2 separate regions of the Xenopus laevis genome follow, and region 2 is linked to region 1. Evidence: chromatin contacts called from public Hi-C data. All regions are on one chromosome and are shown on one strand. The core of a region is the stretch at or near the end of the contact, and the rest is flanking DNA. Distances in the headings are between cores, read along the strand shown. Region 1 has its middle 29 kb from the start of anxa5.S. Region 2 holds the start of rpl34.S (ribosomal protein L34 S homeolog).

What was found. Hi-C and Micro-C count contacts between places; a contact is called where the count stands out from the background.
Region 2: a Hi-C map of the XTC cell line shows a contact between it and region 1, with 3 times the contacts expected there. The contact joins the promoter of rpl34.S here to the enhancer-like site in region 1. A contact is called at or near these places in 2 of 4 Hi-C or Micro-C datasets (the XL177 cell line and the XTC cell line).

The regions. Positions count from the first base shown.
Region 1 is chr1S:55,336,814-55,341,723 of Xenopus_laevis_v10.1, forward strand. No RefSeq gene overlaps it. Among protein-coding and RNA genes, the nearest start is that of anxa5.S, 29 kb to the left of the region's middle. Within about 2 kb of position 2,253, at least 1 of the 7 cell types and tissues checked has an H3K27ac peak or open chromatin away from gene starts, as enhancers often do.
Region 2 is chr1S:55,552,377-55,557,430 of Xenopus_laevis_v10.1, forward strand. rpl34.S (ribosomal protein L34 S homeolog) reads left to right here and starts at 2,703. Exons shown (of 5, transcript NM_001093842.2): 1 at 2,703-2,730.

The DNA.
Region 1 (4,910 bases), core at 1,003-3,502:
CTCTGGGAAAATATTCGCTCCTGGGGTCAAGGCTTTTTTTTCCCACACATGCGCAACAAGGAGAATGAGGCAGAGGGAAGCTTCCTGTACTTTACAAACATGGCGCCTGTGTTATCACAAATGCGACCAGAACAACAAGACGGATTTCAAACGATAGGATTGGCCTGGGTGAGTTAAAACTTTAGCGATTTAGGAGATATTGAGGAGTACATTAGAGGTAGATAGGTGATGTTTTTTGCCTTTCCTTAAAAGGCATTAACTGAATCAGCCATCACAACATCACCCGGCAGTGCATTCCACAACCTCACTGTCCTGACTGTGAAGAACCCCCTACGTTGCTTCAAATGAAAGTTCTTTTCTTCTAGTCTAAAGGGGTGGCCTCTGGTACGGTGATCCACTTTATGGGTAAAAAGGTCCCCTGCTATTTGTCTATAATGTCCTCTAATGTACTTGTAAAGTGTAATCATGTCCCCTCGCAAGCTCCTTTTTTCCAGAGAAAACAACCCCAACCTTGACAGTCTACCCTCATAATTTAAGTCTTCCATCCCACTAACCAGTTTAGTTGCACATCTCTGCACTCTCTCCAGCTCATTTATATCCCTCTTAAAGGAAAACTATACCCCCCAAACAATGTAGGTCTCTATTAAAAGATACTGAGTAAAACAGATCATGTGTAAAACCCTGCTTCATGTAAATGAACCATTATCATAATAATATACTTTTTTAGTAGTATGTGCCATTGGGTAATCATAAATAGAAAATTGCCATTTTAAAAAATAAGGGCCGCCCCCTGAGATCGTAAGATTCACTGTGTACACATACAAACCACATGCAAGGTCACATGAGCCAATTAACAGACAGAGTTCTGCCTTTTGCTTCCTCACTTCTTCCTGTTACAGTTAGTGTTGTAGTATTTCTGGTCAGGTGATCTCTGAGGCAGCACAGATAGAGTCACGAAATGGTGGTTCAAGGCAAGAGATGTAAAAGGGCAATATTTATGCAAATATATATTCCAGTTTGGTAAGATTCTTTAATATGTCATTCAATTTGATATAAACTATCTGTTGCTTAAGTATTCATTTTGGGGGTATAGTTTTCCTTTAAGGACTGGAGTCCAAAACTGAACTGCATACTCCAGATGAGGCCTCACCAGGGACCTATAAAGAGGCATAATTATGTTTTCATCGTCTCTGTGTAGTAATATTAGCATTGGTGAGCATACCTGACTGAGGCTGAAAATAGTGCTACACTCTGCTGTATTGTGATGGACAGGAGCAGGGCCGCTATTAGAAATCACAGGGGACCGAACAACAACATTTTCGGGGCCCCCTGGGCCCACCCCAGATTCCGCCCACTCCACACCACAGTTAAAAGACCACACAGACATAAGCGCTAAAAAAAAGTAACCCCCCTACACACACAAGTTATAAAAAGCTATTGATGGTCAGGGCCCCCTTGTAAGTTAAAAAAAACTGTGGTGCCAGGCCCCCCCCCATAAAAGTTGTTTTTTTTAAAAAATATTGGTGTCAGGGGCCCCCTACAAGTTAAAAAAAAATAATTGGTGACCAGGGCCCCCCTATAAATTAAAAAAAAGCCCATTTGCATCAGGGCCCCCCATAAAAGCTTTTTTTTTTTTTAAATTTGAAAAAAAAATTGGGGCCCCAGAGAATATTTTTTTTAAAAAAACATTGGCGCCAGGGCCCCCTTACAAGTTAAAAAAAAAAATGGGGACCCAGAGAATATTTGTTTAAAAGAAAAAACATTGGTGGTAGGGGCCTATAGAGTATTATAATAATACATTGGTGGCCAGGGGATTAAAAAAAAATAAAAACTCACATTGGTGTTCAGTAGAATTGAACTTGTGGCTTCAGGACTTCAACTTCGCCTCCTTTCGTGACTTTGGGTCTTTTCGCCTCTTCAGGACTTTGGTTGTTCGTGACTTCATTTCTTTTTGCTGTTCGGTTGTTCAGGAGATAATGTAAATGTTAATATTTGTGTAACGATGGGCTGACATGGCAGAATTTTCAATGTATAAGTTTTGCTTTGGTGGGTCTTTTAGGTGACTTTATTCAGGAAACAAACATTTACCCACTGTACAACAGCCAGATCCCATCAAACATTTGCCCACAGTATTTACACAAAGCCATGAATAACACATAGGAAGTAGCAACACATCACTGTTGTCTGTCTCTGGAGCCACAACCCTGCAATAGCACTGATACAAAAATAGCAGGGAACTCTGTCTGGAAATTGCTTTGCTCGGATCTTTTTCTCTTGGAAATGAATAGATAGGATACTCCATGGCCAAACATTTTGATAATGCTAAATATAGAGCAGCAGCACAAGGTACTGAACCGAATAAACAGTTTTCAGTTTATTATAGTTCTTGCCTCCCCATGAGAAAAGTTGTGTGTGTGTGTGTGTATATACTAGCAAGCGTTGCACCACAGTGGAACCTTCCAACTCACAACCATTCTACACTGTGGGAAGCAACTGCCCAATTTTATGTACAGTACCTTTAAAGGGACGTTATATACACTTTTATCAACTTTATTAAGATTTCAAGTAGGACTTGTGTCGAACATATGGATTGCCTATTCATTTAATTAACAATATAAAAAGTATGTATAAATTATGGAGATCTAAAGGCAGAGACACACGGTCAGATTCAGGGAGATTAGTCGCCCGGCTACAAATTTCCTCTTCTTCGGGGAGACTAATCTCCCAAAAACTGCCTTCCCGACAGCTAGAATGTAAATTGCCGACGGGGTGGCAGCGGTTTGTTTTCCGAAGTCCCCAGAAGTTTCCTCGTAAGGCAATTTCGGGCAAGTTCAGAAAAACAAAGCACTCTGAGCGCCATCCCACCAGCGATTAACATCCTAGTCAGCGGGAGGCAGTTTGGGGAAATGTCGCCCGAAGAAGAGGAGATTTGTCGCCGGGACAAATCTCCCTGTATCTGACCGTGTGTCTCTGCCCTAAATTACAGAAAGATCCCTTATCCAGAAGACCCCAGGTCCTGAGAATTCTGGATAACAGGTCTCATATCTGAACATGAGACTTCCCTCTGTATTTGCTTAGGCTGAATGTGATCAGAACAAACTGTGATCAGAACAAGCCAGTAGAGGGCTGACACACGGCCCAGTTCTTGTAGAAAAAATAATAAACAGTCCCTGTTTTTTTTTTGTTTTTTTTTAGTATAAGGCCTTAACAACTATCCAGATAATTCCAATAGAAGGTTTTACCTTTTTTTTAAAAAAAGACCCCATTAATAATATGGTGCATCAAAGAGAAAACGTTATTCACCATTGGAGACTTGGCAGGCTGGCTGTATTTAACGAGAGGGTGAGTTAATGGGTTTTTAATGATTAGCACAAATCCGCTTTTCATTTGGAGGCCTCCTGTTCCAGGCACTTTAGGATAAACAGAACCATCTGCTTGGCAACTCTAGGGGTCGAGTTTTATAACATGGGCACTAGTCTTATTACTAATGAACTGCTGGAAGGGCACAGTTTAGCTTTAGTGTCAGAAAATCTAAAGGGGTGGTTCACCTTTAAGATAACTTTTGGTATGTTATAGAATGGCCAATTCTAAGCAACCTTTCAATTGGCCTTGCTTTATATATATATATATATATATATATATATATATATATATATATATATATATATATATATATGCTTTTTCAATTATTTGCCTTATTTTTTTTATAACTCTTTCCAGCTTTCAAATGAGGGTCACTGACCTCATCTAAAAGACAAACGCTCAGATAAGCTCAGCAGATCTTACCCTTGTATCTGATGAACGATCGGACGTCTAATCTTCTGATCTGCCACTAACCATTCAGATTAAATAAAGTAGTAAAAGAACAAATCAGACTGAGTTCTGTCTTTTGCTTCCACACTTCTTCCTGTTACAGTTAGGGGCAGATCTATCAAAGGTCGAGGTGAATTTTCAAATTCAAAAAATTCTAATAGGGAATAGTCCAAATTCGATTCGAATTTGAAAAAAAATGCGAAAATTTGAATATCGAAATTTATCATGCAGTGGCATATTTATCAAGGGTCGAATTTTGAATTGAAAAAACTTCGAAAATCAAATTCAAAAAGACCAACCGAAATTAAGTCAGAGGTTTATTTTGGTCTAATAGGTCCATTTTCGATTGAATAGGTCCATATTCAGCCGAATTCGAATCAAAGTAATAGCGCATTCAAATAGGTTCTTAAGAGGCCCCCATAGGCTAAAACAGCAATTCAGCAGGTTTTAGATGGCAAATGGTCGAAGTCAAATTTTTAAAGAGACAGTACATTATAAATTCGAATCGAATTTTGGACTATTCCCTAGTCGAAGTACACAAAAAAAATAATTCGAATTTTTTCAATTCGAAAATTCACCTCGACCTTTGATAAATCTGCTCTCTACTGGCTCTTTAAAAATTCGACTTAGACTATTTGCCATCTAAAAGCTGGCAAACTGTTGTTTTAGCCTATGGGGGACCACTTAGAACCTATTTGGAGTCAATTCGTGGACTTTGAAAAATCAAAGGTCTTTTTTGGGAAAAACTTTGAATCGAATTTGATCGAATGCGCTATTAATTTGATTCATACGATTTGAATTCGGTGGAACTTTGAACTGTTACAATTTTGCAACATTTAGTTGATACATTTCTCAGCAGCATCTCTGGAGTATTAGCAACTATTGTATCAATTCTAACAGCTGCCTGTAATGAAACCCAGAGATTCTGCTCAGCAGGGACAACGATAAGAAATGTATCAACTAAATGTATCCATTTAGAACAGTTTACAGGGTCAGCGACCCCCCCTTCCAGAGCTGCTTCAGAAGGTGAAAAATGACACTTTACACTTCAATATTATAAAAACGGTGACACATAGAAAATAGAAAGTAATTGGAAA
Region 2 (5,054 bases), core at 1,453-3,952, 220 kb after region 1:
CTAGATAAAAACACTCTGTTACTGAGAAAGGAGGTAGAATGGATCTTTCGGCTTAACACTGTGACCCCTATGGGTCTTAAAGATTCGTTAAATCTGTCCTGTTTTTTACAGAGCAGATAATGACTGCTGCAACTCTAATCGGCTCCTATTATGGATATTTTCTTTGATTCATCCAGTACGAATTTTTCTATCCAATTTTTCTATCCATACTAGATCATGAACCGGGATAGGTATGTTCTGCTCTTATCTTGAGATATAGATATTCTTCAAATCCAATTGTATATTCCAAGGTTTAATAAAGAATATGTCTCTTGAGGGTTGTTATATAATTGTAAAAAACTTTTTTTGGTATAATGTTTTTTGTATATTGAAATTTTTTTATTTTCTCTATTTTTTCTAGTATATAACAGATTCATGGGACACCAGACTTAGACTGTATCTGGGGCTCTTAAACAAGAAATGGCCTATTTGCGATTTAATTGTGCACAGTAACATGAATTATGATGTAATTTTTTTGATGTATCTTGGCCATCAAACAGACATGATGTGTAGCAATTGTGAGTCATAACATGGATTTGGAAAAGTGTGCGAGAAATTGTTATTTTTTACCTATTTTGGGATCTAATGTGTGCTATTTTGAGTAATAACAAGAATGCGCATGCGCAACAGAGATGCCACCACCTAATTTTTTTTTTTACATTTGCTTAAAGTCTGACCCAGGACAGCATGATATGAAGACTGTAACCCCCCATAAGTAATTTAAGGCACTAAATATGCCTAGGAGCAGTAACCTATGACAACCAATAAGATGCTTGATAAAGGGGGTCGGAAACGTTGCCTTGTTTGTGAAATGCTTATGGGCTAAATAAATCACCTATTTTCATGCAGCAACTATTTTTGGTCTGCTTCTGGATTTTGTCTATACTGACTTTTGTCCCTGTGCAAGGAAGGGGATTTCTGGTTGAGCACCCACCACTTCCAACAAGTGGAAACCTCACAGGTAGAGCACTCCAGTATTGTGAACCAACAAGATGCTTGCATTAAACAAGTGACTGGTAAATTCTACCTGCTGATTGGTTGATATGGGACTTTTGAGGTCTCTGGCCTCTCTGAGCTTACCTTTCCATGTGCCAGAGCGGGTTGAGGGGGTCCACATCACTAGTTAGTGCCCCTGGGCAAACGTAGTGCCTTTTTATTACATTAAACTCAAAGAATTTTCTCTATATCTATACTCTTTAAAAAAAAATTATATTAAAATTACAATATCCCCATATGGATTGCCTAAGCGCTGGATAAGCATGAAATGTGTTAGGCTCCATTAAAAATGTTTTAAAGAGCATGAATATAGAGAAACTTCTTTGAGTATAATGTTTTACCTCTCTTTGGTCACTAGAGGTCTCTAACATACTATAGTGTGTATTTACATCATTAATATAGTGTTCTGTAGCCAAGTCTTTTTGTATGATTATACCTTTGTATTACAAAAACCCAAAAAATGTAGTAAGCCAACAGATGTATGGGTTATGAGACCTGGCATTGGTTAATACATTTCTGCAGAAATAGCAGAGATTGATGGAACATGAAAGCTATATACCAGGTAAATCAATTTTAGTTTCTTTACTTTTGAGAGTGTTTTGTGAATTTAGTTTTAAAGTGCACACTTATAGGGCAGGTGCTGCAAAAGCAGTAATATATGCAAATTAGTTTGGAGACTGTTAATTTGTAGTATAATGGAGACACAAGATAGACAGTGAAAATTTATTGGGCTGGTGGGAGCTGTTAGGGTCTCTGTGTACTTGACTTGCCAGGGACTATTTTGAACCCCAGCCCCCAGGACTAAACATGACCATAGAGCAGCTCTACTAAGAGTACCGTAAATATAAAGCGTACGGACCCGGTGACAAAAAAAATAACCACGTGACAAGAATTGAGTTCACCAGGGTTGCCAGGTTTCCAGCCAATTGGGCTACTTTTTGGGCCTTTGGTTGGTTTGTACTTTGGAAACCTGCCAAAGTTTTTTTCTTGCCCTAAAATGCCAAGCGTGTATCTCCCAATGCATGTTGGGTAATGTAGTTTTTGTTCAACAATTTGCCAACTGCTAAGTTTAATGTAGAACTACAATACCCAGCATGCAATGAGACTGACTTACCAGATTTTGGGCTCTGTACCCCCATCTCCCATCCCTCTCTGCAGTGACTTTCCTCCTTTTTTTACCAATATTTACTGAAATTGTATATGTATTAGAGCCTTATGGGACCCCTATACCTCCCCCTCTGTAGTTACATCCCTGGTGACGGGTGAATCTCTCCCATTCTGCTTCTTGGGAACATTTGTCAAAGTGAAAAATTCAAAAAGGTGTATTTTCACATAAATTCATTAATTTCTTTAGAATTTTTCTCACTCCCCATATTGTGTTGTTTTTGTGCTACTTTTGAAGTGCTTCTTGGCTACTTTTGGAGCCGACTTTGGCTGGTTTACAGACCCGGAAACCCTGGAGTTGCCCAAATAGCGAGGAACCGGCCGCCCTTTCAACCACGCACACTGTATTAGTAATAGTAACGTTCCATGAATAAGAACTATCTGTATATTTAGCAGCCAGCACCGATAGTTCATCATAAACTCCCGCACAACTACGATTTCCCTACAGAGACAAGTGGGCGTGACTCGATGTTCTTCCTATACGCTTCTTCCGCTTCTCCTTCCTTTCTCTTCCGGTGACGGCGGTTCCAGGTATGGCCGTCTTTGCTTCAATTGCAGCTGCTCTCTGAGTTTACTATCCGTCTCCATCCTTGTCGGTGTGTTCCTCGTTCCGCCTGTTAATGTCTCGTTTTCTACGTGTGGCGTGAGCCCAGTTATTTTAGGATTATATTGTCCGCAAATTGAGTCCATAACGGGGCGAGCCTGGGATGGGAGCTGCAGGTTTTCTAAGGCCTACTTTAGCTGCAGTTTTCCGGGCACTGCTTCCTTGAGCACGTGGGACAAAACATGAATCGCAGCTTGAAACGTGCGAGTAGCCGCAGACTTGAGTGCGATGTGTAGCAGAGGCACCTAGATAAGCTGTGACTGAAGCATGGTGTTTCTCTGTCTCTTTAGCTTTTTCCTCGTTGTCTTCGCTTTCTATTGTAACGTGAAGGCTCTTGTTTTCATTGCCTCTAGTCTAGTGGCAGCAGCAAAGTCTGTGTTTAATGCTATTAGTTTCCCTGCTCTGTAATCAGTCTATAGATGTGTGTGTTAGTTTCCCTGCTCTGTATTCAGTCTATACATGTGTGTGTTAGTTTCCCTGCTCTGTATTCAGTCTATAGATGTGTGTGTTAGTTTCCCTGCTTTGTATTCAGTTTATAGATGTGTGTGGGCATCCCAGCAGCTTCATGTGACATATTCCAAGGGAATGTTTATTAAGTTGACCCAATAATAGCAGTGAACTGGTGCCGTCTCATTGGGGATCTGAACAGAAGCAGCTATGTAACAGTATTCCCCAATGCAGACACTAATTTCCCCCTATATGCCTTTACTTTCTAACTTTTTGTTCCTGAGAAGAAATCCTGTGCTGCCAGTGACAGGTGAAATGAAAGAATCTTGTATTTTTAGAGAACCATTTAAGTTGACAGAATGCAAAGTGTCCTGATGGCTTTATTGCCGTGCATGTCCAATAGGATAAGCGTTGGATATCTAGACTTGTGCACGTGGGGGTATGGTGATGATGGATAATGTAGAAATGTGAGCCCTAGAAAACAAAGGAAAGATTCCTATACGGTTGGAATTGTTCCTCATATGTTTATATACAGAGCTGTCACTAGAATGTAACTGGTCTGCTCCACATTTAAAGGAATTGTTCAGCGTAAAAAAAAAAAAGTGCAAATGGGCTGTGCAAAATAAAAAATGTTTCTAATATAGCTAAGCAAAAATGTAATGTATAAAGGCTGGAGTGACTGGATGTCTAACATAACAGAACACTACTTCCTGCTTTGCATCTCTCTTGGTTTCCACTGATTGGTTACCAGGCAGTAACCAATCAGAGACTTGAGGGGGGGCACATGGGTCATATCTGTTGCTTTTGAATCTGAGCTGCATGCTAAGGATCAGTTGCAACTCACTGAACAGTTATGGGCCCCCCTTCAAGTCGCTGACTAAAGGTGGCCATACACAGGGAGATCCACTCGTTTGGCGATGTCAATAATCGAGTGGATCTCTCCAAGATATGCCCATATTGAGGTGGCCCAACCATCCGATCAGAATGGAGACAATACGGGCGGTCAGATCGCGAGGACCGCATAAACGAACAGATGCGGCCGTGATCTGGCGGGTTTTTTTTTTTATCCTGCCCGATTTTACATCTGGCTGACTTTCGGTTAGATATCGATCAGGGAAGCCCGTCGGAGGGCCCCAGTGTTCTGTTCTGTTAGACATCCAGTCACTCCAGACTTTATACATTACATTTATGACTAACTATATTAGAAACATTTTTTTTATTTTGCACAGCCTATCTGTTTACCCAGTTTTTATTGTTACACTGAACTGTTCCTTTAAGATGTATTTTCCCAAGACACGGGTAACTGTTTTGGAGGTAAAGTGGCAGTGTCTTCATAGACATTACTGGACAAGTATTCTGGGGATAATGCTGCATGACTGTATAAATGTATGTTGATGACAAAACACCAACATATTTTAGTAATGTGGGGGTAGAGAAAACCTCAATGGCCATGGTTGGCCCGACCTGCGGGTATCGGTTTGACCCACACATCACTGATAGAAACATAAAAAACATTTAAATAGAGTGCAATGCAAATACTGAAAAACCACTTTGGTCACTCTTGCTAGAAATCTTCCAGGAACAGGTAACAAACCTTGTAATAAGGCAGTAATTTGGTTCAACCAATTATAGTAAGTCATATTGATAAGGCACTAGCCCCTTAAAATGTTCTCTTGGCGCACTGATTATTTAAGGAACAGTAACGCCAAAAAAATGTGTTTTAAAGTAATGTACTGATACAACTGGTGAATTTGCTTCAGAAACCCTACTATAGTTTATATCAGGGATCCCCAACCTTTTGAGC